Regions from separate parts of the Rattus norvegicus genome. Here regions 1 and 2 are each linked to region 3. Evidence: chromatin contacts called from public Hi-C data. All regions are on one chromosome and are shown on one strand. The core of a region is the stretch at or near the end of the contact, and the rest is flanking DNA. Distances in the headings are between cores, read along the strand shown. Region 1 overlaps Hibadh (3-hydroxyisobutyrate dehydrogenase). Region 2 overlaps Jazf1 (JAZF zinc finger 1). Region 3 overlaps Tax1bp1 (Tax1 binding protein 1).

What was found. A called contact is a pair of places that touch in the nucleus more often than the background predicts.
Region 1: a contact with region 3 is called in a Hi-C map of hepatocytes, with 1.6 times the contacts expected there. The contact joins two enhancer-like sites. A contact is called at or near these places in 3 of 12 Hi-C or Micro-C datasets (the Rat2 cell line, hepatocytes and mammary epithelial cells).
Region 2: a contact with region 3 is called in a Hi-C map of Schwann cells, with 8 times the contacts expected there. The contact joins two enhancer-like sites. A contact is called at or near these places in 3 of 12 Hi-C or Micro-C datasets (the A7r5 cell line, Schwann cells and frontal cortex) and 1 of 1 datasets of contacts at active chromatin or transcription factors (oligodendrocytes).

What each region holds. Positions count from the first base shown.
Region 1 is chr4:83,021,517-83,025,792 of GRCr8, forward strand. All of the region lies in intron 4 of Hibadh (3-hydroxyisobutyrate dehydrogenase), which reads right to left. It overlaps LOC120102279 (a long non-coding RNA gene), which reads right to left. Exons shown (of 2, transcript XR_005503585.2): 2 at 1-4,276. Among named protein-coding and RNA genes, the nearest start is that of Hibadh, 54 kb to the right of the region's middle. Within about 2 kb of position 2,130, at least 13 of the 93 cell types and tissues checked have an H3K27ac peak or open chromatin away from gene starts, as enhancers often do. A contact at or near this core is called in hepatocytes, where this site is marked.
Region 2 is chr4:83,355,213-83,359,881 of GRCr8, forward strand. All of the region lies in intron 1 of Jazf1 (JAZF zinc finger 1), which reads right to left. Among named protein-coding and RNA genes, the nearest start is that of Jazf1, 160 kb to the right of the region's middle. Within about 2 kb of position 2,764, at least 56 of the 93 cell types and tissues checked have an H3K27ac peak or open chromatin away from gene starts, as enhancers often do. A contact at or near this core is called in Schwann cells, where this site is marked.
Region 3 is chr4:83,160,942-83,165,478 of GRCr8, forward strand. It overlaps Tax1bp1 (Tax1 binding protein 1), which reads left to right. Exons shown (of 18, transcript NM_001004199.1): 3 at 4,290-4,392. Among named protein-coding and RNA genes, the nearest start is that of Tax1bp1, 11 kb to the left of the region's middle. Within about 2 kb of position 2,995, at least 55 of the 93 cell types and tissues checked have an H3K27ac peak or open chromatin away from gene starts, as enhancers often do. A contact at or near this core is called in Schwann cells and hepatocytes, where this site is marked.

The DNA of each region.
Region 1 (4,276 bases), core at 880-3,379, 140 kb before region 3:
AATTTCTGCACTGGTACATGAAAGTCAGTCTATTCTACAATACCAAATAATGGTCATTTGAAACATATTAAGTTGGTGGGTTAGACAAAACTTCAAACATTCCCATTACACAGTATGAGGAACGCGTGTTTTTAACAGCACTTCCAAGCAGCTCATAAACATCTTAGGATGCTCTCAAAATCAGTCAGATACAAGAGTCCAAATCATTTTTTACTTGAACAAACTGGTTTTAACAACTAACAAGAAATATATCAACATTTTTCCCTTCGAATTAAAGGCTCCACTAGGTCTTTCTCTAGGATCTCATTAGTCATTTTTACAAGTAAAATGATGTTCTACAAAAAACCCTCATCCAGTTTAGCTTGCAATTACATCACTGTATCAAGTGCAGCGGAAGATCTTGGTGCACATGTATCATTTCATCAAAAAGAACACTGAACAGATGTATTCAAAGTTTGATAAAAATAGTTATTACTTCTCTGTTTGCGAATATTCTTAAATGAAACTGTATCTGAACGATCACCAAGAACACAATGTGGGGCTGGGAATGCAGCTCAGCTCATAGAGTGCCTGTCTAGCATGCTCAATGTCCTGGATTCGATCCTTAGCACCACATGATGGTGCATAACTGTGACCTCGGCACTTGGAAGACAGATGCAGGAGGATCAGAAATTCAAGATCACCTCAAGCTAGAGCTCAATCCTGGGCTACATATGACCCTGACTCAAACAACAACAAACCCTACAAAGTGGCCATCTTGATTCATGCTTAGAGCAGAGTATCTACCATTCCTTTCATGAGGATTATTATCTCATGAGGAGAATGGTTGTGACTTTATGGTCCATCTGAAGGAAGGCCTGTGGGTAGCACATCATGAACCAGTGCTCTCAGAGTTAGGGATAGGAGTTCAGCAGTTAAGAGCTTGCCCAGTGTGTGTGAGACCTGAGGTCTTAGTGCTAAAAGTTCATCCCTATCAGTAAATATTTATATGTATTCAGAAGGTAGTGATAGATTTGTTAGAAACAGAATTACTAGAACAATTATGTGTTTATATTTGTACATACACATACATGCACACAACCCTTTGTCAACGTAAAGGTTTAAAATTTGTGGCTTCTCTGGACCATCCTCAGTGTCATCAAGTGCAGGCAGGCTGTTCCACAACTAGGCAGGCAACTATACATGTGCCTTCTTCATGTCCCCATTTCAGTCTATTAAAATAGAGATGTTACCTGCCACCCTAACTCACTGGGCTAACATAAGCACTAAATGAAATACAAGAAAAAGACTGAACACACACACACACACACACACACACACACACACACACACACACACGGTGGCAGGGGTGCCAGATGAAATGCTGACAGTCTAAGGATGTCTATGAGCTTTTTTGTTTCACTAGAATTTTGTTACATCAAAATCTCTGGGGCTTAGAATAGTAAAACTTTCATTTTATTAAGTAGTTTTCCTACCTTTAAGTAAGATATAGTATCTTGTCACATTTTAGAGGAAAAATTATATAAGATGGCAAAATTCTCAACTGAGGCACACACGTAAGTTTAACTAATGGCAGACTCGGAGCCAGCCTTCTTCCAAGCTGACTCGAATCTGAGAAAATGGGTGGTTTAATTCCTCCACACAAATGTAATCCACCTAGACACAGGGGTGGGGAAGGTCACCTGAACGAACTAATGACCACAGTTCCTTCACTTTGTGTACCGTTTGTGCTGTACATGTTTTCTGTGTACATGTTGTGTATGTTATGTGTGCTGCTTTAAACATGTTTTCTCTCATGAACACTATGCCTTTGTTTCAAATATACAAAGACAGAAGACAAACATCACAAGATGTGTCCACTTCTGTCCCACTGATCCTTAGTCTCCCTAGGACACTGGCCTCACACCAGGAGGTGCTAGCCTTGTGGCTGCAGTAGTGAGCACCTCTACTTCCCTGGGACTTCAGCTCAACAGCCCTCATTGGTGACTTGTGACATTGTCCTGCCAGTCCCTGCAGGTCCAGTACCCTGACAGGCCATTATGAAAAGGCTCTCTAACAGGGCCACTGGCTGTCAGAAGCCACCAGCTGGCCTGCCACAGCCCTGCAGTCGCCAGGGTCCAGCTGCCAGTCTGGGCGGTGCTGTCCATGCTCAGCAACGTGCCACCCAGCTGCTGCGTGGTCACGTCCATCTGGAGCTCTCCAGCTAGACAAATCTCTATGCTGTCAGATCTCTTCGGCAAGCCTTGTTATGCAAATCCAATTACTCAAGTGTGCCCTGTAACTGCTGGCTAAGTGCTCCTAGAACCTGTCTCACACTGACAGTCAGTTCACGATTTTTTTCTTCACCAAAAACGTACCTCATTTATTCTTGCTTTGCTAAGCCCTTGTGTCATTAAAGCAGAGTGGCTAAACTCCATGGTATTCTAACCTCTCTGTGGTGGGTTCCTGTTCTCCACACAGAGCCCAGAGGAAAACTAATTACAAAACAAACCCTTCTAATCAGAACGAGAGGTGTTCAAGCTGCAGAGTTCCTGCATTTGACAGAGGTGATTTTACTACAAGAAATGTGAGAGTTAAATTTTAATGACTTGAACAAGAGTGGAATAATGAGAATAAAGCCACAGTGGTCCTTTTGACTAATATCCAATTTTAAATGTTAAAATGAGGACAGACTTTACCACATGAAGTTCATATTGATGGCTCCTTCCCCTTCTAAAGTCCTTTCTCCTCTACACCCTCTCCTGGACAGGAACCCTCTACATGAACCACACCTCAAACCTTAAAATGAGGTGTCTTCCTTTCTCTTTAATAATTCACTGTAACCCATCATTGATTAGAAGATTATTTGAGAAGTTTTCAAAGTTTTTTTTAACTATGTCTACCCCGATCAAAAGACAATTAAGGAGAGATTCCACAATGATAAGGCTGTAACTTAAAGAGTCTTACTCAAAAAATATCATTATAAAATTATACACTTGAATACACTGAGAAGGGAAAAGATGAGTGTAATCAGCAGCTTTACTTTCAAATTCACAGTTTCCACACTCAGCAGTTAGGAGAGAAAGGACATATATAAATGTCTGTCAGTCACAAAATGATACAAGCATTATATAACCAGCATTATGAGAAAAGGGTATCTGGACTTCATTTCCTCAAACACTGTAACTAGAGTAGGAATGTCCAAGAACCTTACTCTAGAGGTCACAGCTCACTGCTGACTAAGCCAGATTTGAACACTCACACTTCAGCTTTAAAGGCCTAGGGACTAGAAGACTGCTGCTGCTGCTGCTGCTGCTGCTGCTGCTGCTGCTGCTGCTGCTGCTGCTGCTGCTGCTGCTGCTGCAGTTTGTTTCTAAGTGAACTTGGAAATAGGTATGAAAGAACATCTGGCAAGGAATTATGATAAATCAGAATACAGCATCTTAAAATATGAGACCACTTTTGCTAAGACAGTTTCACTAATTCACAGCTCTCTAATTTTGTTTCTAGGGATTACTAAAATTTCTTCAAATTACATATGATACACGTGGTAAGCACAAGAGCTTATATGCTTTGTCTTACCCTGTTCCTGATCAAATGAGAGAATGCACGGTGCCTCATTTAAACCTAAACTACTTGGTAACTGCTTTTCAAATGCTCATCTTTAAGTAATTTTAGTTTTGGTTTGGTTTTTTTGGGGGGAGAGGGGTGGAACTGAAACAGGGTCTCTCTGTGTAACCCTGGCTGTCCTGGAACACACTCTCTAGATCAGGCTGGCCTCAAACTCAGAGACCCACCTGCCTCTGCCTCCTGAGTGCTGGGATTAAAGGTGTGTGCCACCACCCATTTGAAGTAATTTTAAAAGTCAGCATCTTTTAACTCTTCAGAGACTAAAGTTTAGAAAGAATTATGTAAGTTGGAATTAAAAGCAAAAATTTCAAATGTATTAAAGGCATAAATATATTTATTACCATTTGCATTGTAGGACTAAATATCTAGCCTACAGAGTGACATTTTTAAATGTGTAATGTGACTACATGAAGTAATGTGGGTACACTGAAAAGATGTGCCTTTATCTAATGAACTGCTTATACCAGCATGTGATACTCCTACCTGCATATTCAAAAGACGGCAAAGTTTAGTTCCATTGTGGTAAATTATATTTCTCTTATTATCTTTAAAAACTACAAACACTTATTAGGAATACTTTACGATATTTTAAAACATTTCTTCCCAACACTTAATAAACAGAGAGGTAAATTTAGTCTCAGTGACACACACACACACACACACACAC
Region 2 (4,669 bases), core at 1,514-4,013, 190 kb after region 3:
AGGCACCAGGGTGGAATGACAGTGTAAAAGGAGTGTAACAGGGTAGGTGGGTTTCTGTTCTATCACTCCCCACTAGGTGTGGTTTAAGACAGTGGCTGCAATTGTCTACTGGGAGCCATGGCTATGACAGTGACCCCTCTCTATGACAACAGTGACTCCTTCTCCATGATGCCAGTCTGCCCAGGCTTTGACCATACTGTCACTTCTGCTCCTTCAGCATCCTGCTCTTGTTTGGTCCTGGGTACCCCAGGCTCCTTTTGCCTCCCCGAATTTAACTTTTTTTGGTGCTAGATGATACACCTTTGTGATACACACTGCTTCTCTACCTGAAAAAACTTGCCTACTTCTCTTTGACCATCCTTGGATTCATCTTCTAAGGTCTACTCAAAAAGTTACTTCTCTCCAGTGCCTTCTACTGCCCTACAAGGTGGAGTCTGCTTTAGTGCCCCATCTAGTGAAAGGACGAATTACACTGTAGTGTTACTGTTCCCAACAGACCCAGTCTCTCCAAAAATAGCTCCCAACTCCTCCTCTGTGCCTAGTACTTAGCACAGATGTGTCAAGTAATTATGATTACAGAGGAGCCCATAAATGAATGAATGGTAATAGGACTTAATTACTGAACACGACACAGTTATGTGCCGTTAAGCAGTATTTCCTGACAAGACTATTCACAAAGCTACTGCTTCCCAGTGACCCCCACTCGTGGATGATTCACTCTAAGCAGCTGCTGGGATCCAGCTGGAGACAAATGCTGACTGCTGCACAGTGAACCAGCTAGGTAGGCCTTCCCTAACTAGTTCCCCACAATCCCATATCACCTGGCAGGGTGTTTTCTGCTTATTATGCTAATGAGATTTTACTTGAAAGATGTAATTATTGCTGCAACCCAAGGAAATAATTAATGGCCAATTTTAGTGGGCAAAATATTCATTAATCAAGTCAACAGACAAGAGACTACAGAGTTTAGGGGGGGGGAGCCCTCACAGAGGAGGAAAAAGATAATCACCTAGAGGGTTCTCCTGTCTCATAAATATGGGTTAAGTCTATTCAATTTCAGGCTCTTCAAAGTTCACTTTCAGATCTCATCGTATGCCTTCTACAGAAGTCCATGTTCAAACACCTGGCTTCAGGTCACATGGTCAAACAGGATTATTTTTAAATGTTTATGAAAGAACGGACGTGTTTGCATACAGTATTACTACTCAGCTACCAAAGGTTCTCTTTTGAGATGGAGTCTCTCACTGGCCTAGAACTCATCAATTAACTAGTGTAGCCTGTCTCTCCCTTCCCAGCTCTGGGATTATAAGACTCACTATCATGCTTTCTTTATGTGGGCTCCGAGGATTCAGGCTCTCCTGCTTATAAGGCAAATACCGAACTGATTCTCTCCCTAGTCATTTTGATAATATGAAACAAAAATATTTTGTGAAAACAAGGAGACAACACTGATCTCAAGGTTGGTCTCTTTGAAAGGTTCACCCCAATTGGGGATGTTTGAGGTCACAGAAACCACTTTCTGTTCTCTTAGGTTACAGGGAGGTAGAAGACAGTGGTCATAAGAACCCAATTCAGGTTGGCGAATGTTTACATCATCATTGTGCCTTACAAACACCTGACTTCTCAAATCCAAGGGAGGATGATCTCTAACATGTTGGTAATCGGAGTCTGGGAAATAAAGGCCATTAAAGACAAAGATGCTCAGGAGGTTAGATTAAACCCACACTTAATAAAAGGTATAGCAATCTTAGAGCATAATGCATCTAAAACAAATGAACAAAATAAACATGAACCATGTCCTCTGGCTTCTCCCACATAGCACTTTTATAATATTCATACCCTCAGATTTATGGTATTATACATTATTTGACTGACATGTCTCTCTGTTACATTATAGGGATTTAAAGACAGGAGATGGATCACAGAAGGCAGCATATAATCACTGGGAGTCAACTTAAAACCAAAAAAAAAAAAAAATCCATGTTTTCATTTAATTTTAAATGCAAACACCATATTCTAGGTTCTATTTGCCCATAAAGCCGTTTCACAGTCCAGGAAAAAAAATCATTTTAAATAATGCTCAGCATCCACATCTTAATGGTCTAGATGCTAAAACTTTTCACCAAAAGTAATGATCTCCAGGAGTAAAAATAATACAATTATAACTGAACTACTCGGTCAGCTAAATCATAACCAGAAATGCACGGATATGTATTTCATTCATGTGCAAAAGGAGGGGAAAAGAAAAGAAAACCTTCATTCTGGACCATCAGCATAGCACTAAATTTTGATCTGTCATTGAAAACAGTCACTTCTATTTCTGGCATATGCCATGACAACAGGGCATGGCAACTGGCAAAGACAGTTCATATTTCACATTAAATCTCCCCACCTGACCTTAGGAGTACAAGATGGAGAGACTCATGAATAAGGAATTATTTGTTACATAAACAGTTCTTTTCTTCTCAAAACAACACGCACACACAGACACAGACACACACAGACACACACACACACACAGACACAGACACACACACACACACTCACACACACACACACACACACACACACACACACACACACACACACACACACACAAAGAAAACCCCTCTGAGTCAAACCATAGAAAGGTCTTACCTGTCTGTGAGGAAATGTATTATTGGTAATACGTTTGCAAGATTGCGCAATACAGACCCAAAGTGTGCTCTCCAGGTGGCTCTGTGGTCTGAAGGACCAAGCAAGCCCTAGGAGTACTTCTGTGGAGAACCCTGGGGTTCAAAGGCATTGCCAGGTATTGTGTGTGTGCCTCTGAGAGGCAAAGCTCAGAGGTGGGGCTGAATGCTGTGTGTGGAAGCAAGCACATCTGGTATTCTCCCCCCAACTTGTGTTGAAACTACACATGAATCTGCATTTAAAATGGAGATTTTATCTTTCCGCTAGTCTGTCCTTAAATGAAACTTGGAGAAAAGCCTTGTAGGCATTTCCATTATCTCAACCGATGTCTCCATAGCATGACTAACCCTTTGCTTCCCAGTGTGCCCCACTGCCCAACCCTAGAGCTTAGTAGTGTGCTCAGGCTTCAGCACAGCCCCGGCTCTCTGACTGAACTGAGATGAAAGCCCCACTGTGCGAAGCACCTGCACACAGTTCAGCCAGGCCTGAGAGCGCTGTAGTGTTGAATGGGGTAAGCCCTATGGAGGTTCTCTTCTGGACCAGCACCCAGCATTGACCCTTTTACAGAAACAGAAGGCCATTCAGGGTGGGTAATGTACTAGAATATTAAAGAGCTTCTCACGCTGCCTGCAGCCTGGTCCAGCTGCGGGGGTGGGGGGGGGGAGGGGCACCTAGGGTTTCTGATGCGCAGGCCTGGGAGCAGTAGGCATCAAGCTTTCAAATAAGATTCCAGGGACTCTGATCCTGCTGAAGGTACTAGGGGCAGCTCCCAGAAGCACTGCACTCAAATGACCAAAGCAGTCTGGTCCTCTTGAATTGGGTAACTGTGCCATGGGTAACCGAAGGCTTCAGGCTTCTCTGACGCAGTAGAATACTCTCAGGACAGCAGTAATACCAGGAACTAATGAACTACCAGGAGGGACTGATGGTACCGGTCCTTAATCCTATCCCCCTGTGGCTCACAGTGAGACGAGGACTGAGGAAACGTGTCCCAGGAGACTCCCAGCCAGGCAGCAATCTTAATTTCAGCACTCATATCTGAGTCACTGACAGAGACACAGGGTGTGGCCAGCAAGAACAACAAACTGCCTCTAGTACTTCAATAAAATCACAGCAAACTTTCCTAGCAATGGGCCCAAGATCAACTTTTCTGAAAGCAACTAGTGGTAGACCTGGGCTGGAAACCAACCCATGGTTGCTTGTTAAATCAACTCAAGCAGTAGATCTCACAGCTGTACAAACAGTGGTTTAAAATCCAAGTTAACAGCCACCCAAATAGATGCTATACTTCGGTTCTAATCCGCACACTCTTCAACCACTGTCAGCTAAGAGACATGGGAAAGGAATAAAGAAAAGGCCAGCAGCATCGGCCTTTCTCAAAGGACACTGGCTTCTGGCTCCTGGAGTTTCAAGTGTGAAGCCAATGACCAGTGATTCACAGGGAATCGTGAGGGTGAGGTGTTTCTCTCCCTACCCTGGGGATCTATCTGCCATGAACTCCAGCTAGAAATATAAGCAGTGAGAAATATAAGTGTCAGAAAACTCAATACTGGGTTGTCCAACGTTAACCTTTGAAGAGTTTCTGGAGTAGAAGTAATCAGGAAATTGTTGCCTCTGAAGAGGCTCTCTGTCCCGAGGAAGGCAATAGCATGAAGATGGAGGTCGTCCACAGGACAGCCACACACCTAACTACACACACAGAGCCACATACACAGGGCTGGCTGGATGCTTAGCCAATCCTATCACAGACCTCTCAGAACCACAACTGAGAGGGGGAGGGGAGGAAGGGGGCTCTGTAATCTGCAGCTTTGAAAGTCCTACTTTTAAAACTCAGAGACTGACAAAGCTTCAGAGTCCTCAGAGAACTTTGGCATACATTCTTTTGGGCAATTCCAGGAACCATGTGGGAAAGGGAATAGGTTTTATTTCTTTGTTTTGTTTTCCTCATTTTGAAATTTTCATTTGAAAATTAAGGAACTGAACAGGCAGTCACAAA
Region 3 (4,537 bases), core at 1,745-4,244:
CTTGAGAAGGTCACCCTTTAGCTTAATTACTTCTTCATATTGGGGATGCTCAATTAAAGTACCATTGTAGGCAGAATTTCTTCTTAAATGCCCTCACTGGTTTGTTCTTAAATTAATCATCAGTGAGCCCTTGGGTCAGGGTCTTCCTGTCATTTCTCTGTTGAACTTGTTTATCAGTATAATCCTCAGTGCCCATAGAAAGCAGGCAATTACTCTTACTTGAATCAGCAAAGGGGTTGAAAGAGTGGAGGTTCTGGACAATGGCCAAATGTGTCATAGTATTTATGTACATATTCATTGAGTCAGTTCATCTAGTTAATTGAACCAGGTTCTTACTATAGGACATTTTACATTGTACCTAAAGGTGACAGAGTCTTAACTCTGGTGTGGGTTGAATTAGAACTCTGACCCCAGACCTCACTCTGTAGCTCAGGCCTGTCTTGAGTTTATGAAGGCTTTTTGAAACCCAAAGAGGATAAGCCCAAGAGTGTCAATCACAAGTTCTGTTAACTAGCTCTCGTAACTCTGAATTTGGTGTGCATGCTTGAGCATGCAAGAATCATAGATAGGCCCTGCCCACAAAATGCCAAGGTTCAGAGCCCGGTTTACCACTTTGGCTCCAATCCCAGCTTAGGCTCCCAAACTTAGGATTCCATGCTGACTCCATGGTGCAGTCCTCTGCCTTTGAGGAGTCTTATGCTGTTTCCACAAATAAACTTGCTCTGTAGAGATAAACTGGTTAACTGCTATGGAAAGTAGATCTAAAACTGTTTGACTGTTTTGTTTCATGCTTTTGTTATTTCTCAAAACATTTTGTTGGAAGAAATGATTTAAGCCACCCATTATAGTATATTAAAGGTGCCCTCTGGCTTGGAATGTTTTGGCTGAGAAATCTGCAGGTAGTATTCCCTTGTACGGTGACTTTTCCCTTATACCTTAAAGACCTTTGGCAGCTTGATGATAATGTGCCTTGGTCTCTCCTTGGGCTTAGCTTAGCTAAGGTGCTTTCGGTTGTTTGTTTATAGAGACATGGTTTTCTTATGTAGTCTAGGCTGCCCTTAAACTCCCTATAGCCTAATAGCCTAGGTTACCTCACTCTCCCAAAATCTGGGGCTCTAGGCATAGAGCATTAGCTATTTTTAATTTCTTTACTTTTTCATTTTCCTTTTCCTACCTAGTAAGTTTCAGCTGCTACTTGTACAAATATGCTCTAAGATTCTCTGTTCCTAGAAGTCAGTTTGTGTTTGTTTGTTTGTTTGTTATTTATTGTCTTCTACTGCTACCCAGGCTGGCTTTGAACTCAGTCTTTTCTCAGCCTTATGAGTAATGGATTAAAGATGTACACCACCTGTTTATGTTGTTTGTATTGGTAGGTAGGTTCCTTTATATTCAGCTCCCTTTTTCATATGGTTTTATATTCCCTGACTCAGTTATTAATACTAAAATTTAAAATTACATTTAGTTAAATTAATTTTCTGTATACATGTGTGCTAGTGCTTGTTTGTGCGTATGTGTGTCTAGGTCAAAGGACAATTTTCAGGAGTCAGTTCTATCCTTCTACCCTGTGGGTCCCAGTGATTGAACTTGAGTTGTCTGGCTTGGTGGAAAGAAAGCCCTTCTATCCATTGAGCTTGCACACATGCTCACCACCCCCCACTGCCCACCCCCCAAGCTCTTAAGCCCAGGTAGGAGGCTTCAGACTTGCTGTGTAGTTGATGTCTGACCAAGTTTGCAGAATCTTTATTCAGTTTTAGTCAGTTGTGGAAACCCTCTTGTGAAGTTTTCAATTCAGTTACTGTATTCTTTATCTCTAGAGTAGTGTGGCTATTTTTTGTTTCATTATTTTTGGACAGTTGATTATTGGGTTACATTGAACTTTATTAAATGATTATTTTTGGGTTGTTGGTCAGATAATTTATTTATTTAAAGATTTATTTATTTATTATATACAAATACACTGTAGTTCTCCTCAGACACACTAGAAGAGGGCATCAGTTCTCATTACAGATGGTTGTGAGCCACCATGTGGTTGCTGGGATTTGAACTCAGGACCTCTGGAAGAGCAGTCAGTGCTCTTAGCCACTGAGTCATCTTTCCAGCCCCAGATAATTTATTGAACTCTGTTTCCTGAGGTTATTTTCTTTTAGCTTAATGAAGTTTCTTAAAATTTATTTTTTTCCTTTGGATCTTGCATTCTTCAGAAGAATTTTTCCATTTTGTGATTTCCACAAAGTAGTATCCTCTTTGAATCATTTCAGACTTGTTTGTACAGGAAAAACGTTCACTATATACCCTGTCCAAAGGTTCTCTGGGTTTCCCTTCAATCTTTCACTGGTATGTGTTATGTTGTGTAATTTCCCAACTGAAAAATACTGCTTGTTTCAGGAGTTTGTACTCTTTCTCCCTCTTGTGTCTGTCTGTGGTACTGCATGTCAGTAGAACAGTCCCCACCCCCATCCCTACCCCCATCCCCAGTGCCTAGGCATCCAAATTGTCCTGGTTTTGTTGGTGCCAAGTCAGGTGAGGCAGAAACATGCACAGTCCATCAAAATGTCTGCATGTTAGATCCATGTCTACCTCCTCCCTGATCCCCAACAGAATGGTCTCTCTCCTGAGCCAGCAGGGGAAAAGAGCCTTGTGGTTGTTAGAAAACAATGCCTCTTTGTCTTCAGTGGAGGTACTCTTGAATTGTAGCTGTCCTGGAGTACTTGTTTTTCTAATGGGTTTTTGGAGTTCTCCCAAAGGATTTTCTGGATTATGCACTGTGAAGTGGAGCAGAGCGGGCTGTGCGACTCCTATCTTCTCCAGGTTTCTTTACTTTCACTTTCACTCACTTGGCAGAAGTCTCTTCAGATACTTTGTAATTTTCTCAGTGTAGCCAAAGGAAAGCCTTTTCTTTTCTTCCTGTTCTCTTCCCAGTCTTTTTATCAAGTATGCTTCTTCCCAACTAAACACTCACAGTGCCAGTGTTGGAAGGAAGGAGATGGAGTTTCAGAAAGTATGAAGGGTGTCTTCTGTTCAGTACCAGGGCAGGCAGCCAGAGTGCGATCCCCAGGGAAGAGGACTGACTCCCAAAAGTTGTCTTGTGGTATGTGTGCACAAGAGTACATGTGTATACAAACACACACACACACACACACACACACACACACACACACACGAATCTAGAAAAATCATAGAACATACAATCTAAGACTGATGGATGTATAGTTTTATGTAATGTTGCTAACAGTGTACTTGCTTTAAACTTACCTCTAATAGTCAATATTTAACATAGTTAATCTGTTTACAAAACACAGTTTGAGATCTGTAATGTCTATTTAAGTTGAAAATGTTACATATATTTTAATTTCTTTATTGTATATTGCATATGGTACTGGGTTGTATAAGAACGTTTCTCATGAGTTTATTCATGAGACTCATGAATCACATTCAGTGTGTTTTAAACATCTTTCCTTGCATATATCCAAGATGAAAATATGTTAATAGGTGAGGTATAATGATCTCTTAGAATGTAAATACTCTTCCCAACCAAGATATACAAATTGCTTTCAGGCAGAACTTGCCAAAGATGAAAGATTAGTGATTTCAGTTACAAGAGAGTACTTATATAAAACAAAACAAAACACCTCCTCCCCCCAAAAAATCCCAGGTCCTTAGTATGAGATATAAAACAATGTTATTTAAAAGTACATAATAGAGGGCCTAGGAAGGTGGCTTCATCAGTAAATGGCTATAAGGATTTGAATTTGAATCTCCACAGCACCCATCTTGTAAAGCTGGGTCTTCATGTCTGTAATCCTGACATAGAGCAGGTGGAGAGAAGGATCTCTAGAGTTTGCTAGCCACCTAATTCAGCCAAATTGGTGAGGTCCAGAGTCAGTGAGAGACCCTGTCTCATAAAACAAGGTAGAGAGCAGTTGAGGAAGACATTCAACATTGACCTCTGGCCTCTCTATGCACAAACATGCATCTGTGCACACAGAAATCCACAGGGTATAGTAACATAATTATTTTAAATAATAAACAGAAGATTTTGTATTTTATCATGTGTGTATTTCTAGGTAGCACTTTGCATTTGAATATATGATAGGACATTTCATTCAGTTTATGTAAATTTCTGTAGCTTTTGGTAACAGTTTAATAAATCATAATTAGACATCCCTGATAACAACTCAAGATTTTAAAATTTTAAGTGCATATTTTAACTTTAGGATGTAATAAAAATGATGTGTCTAGCTAATATTAGGGTGTTTAGTTACATTCCTTCTTAAATTTTTCTCCTTTAGGTTGGATGGAGTACTGCTCGTGACTATTACACATTTTTATGGTCTCCTATGCCTGAACAGTATGTGGAAGGATCAACAGTCAACTGTGTACTAGCATTTCAAGGTAAGAACTGAAAACTGGGGGTTGGGGATTTAGCTCAGTGGTAGAGCGCTTGCCTAGCAAGCGCAAGGCCCTGAGTTCGGTCCCCAGCTCTGAAAAAAAGAAAAATGAAAAAAAAAAAAAAAAAACTGAAAACTGAAGGACTTGA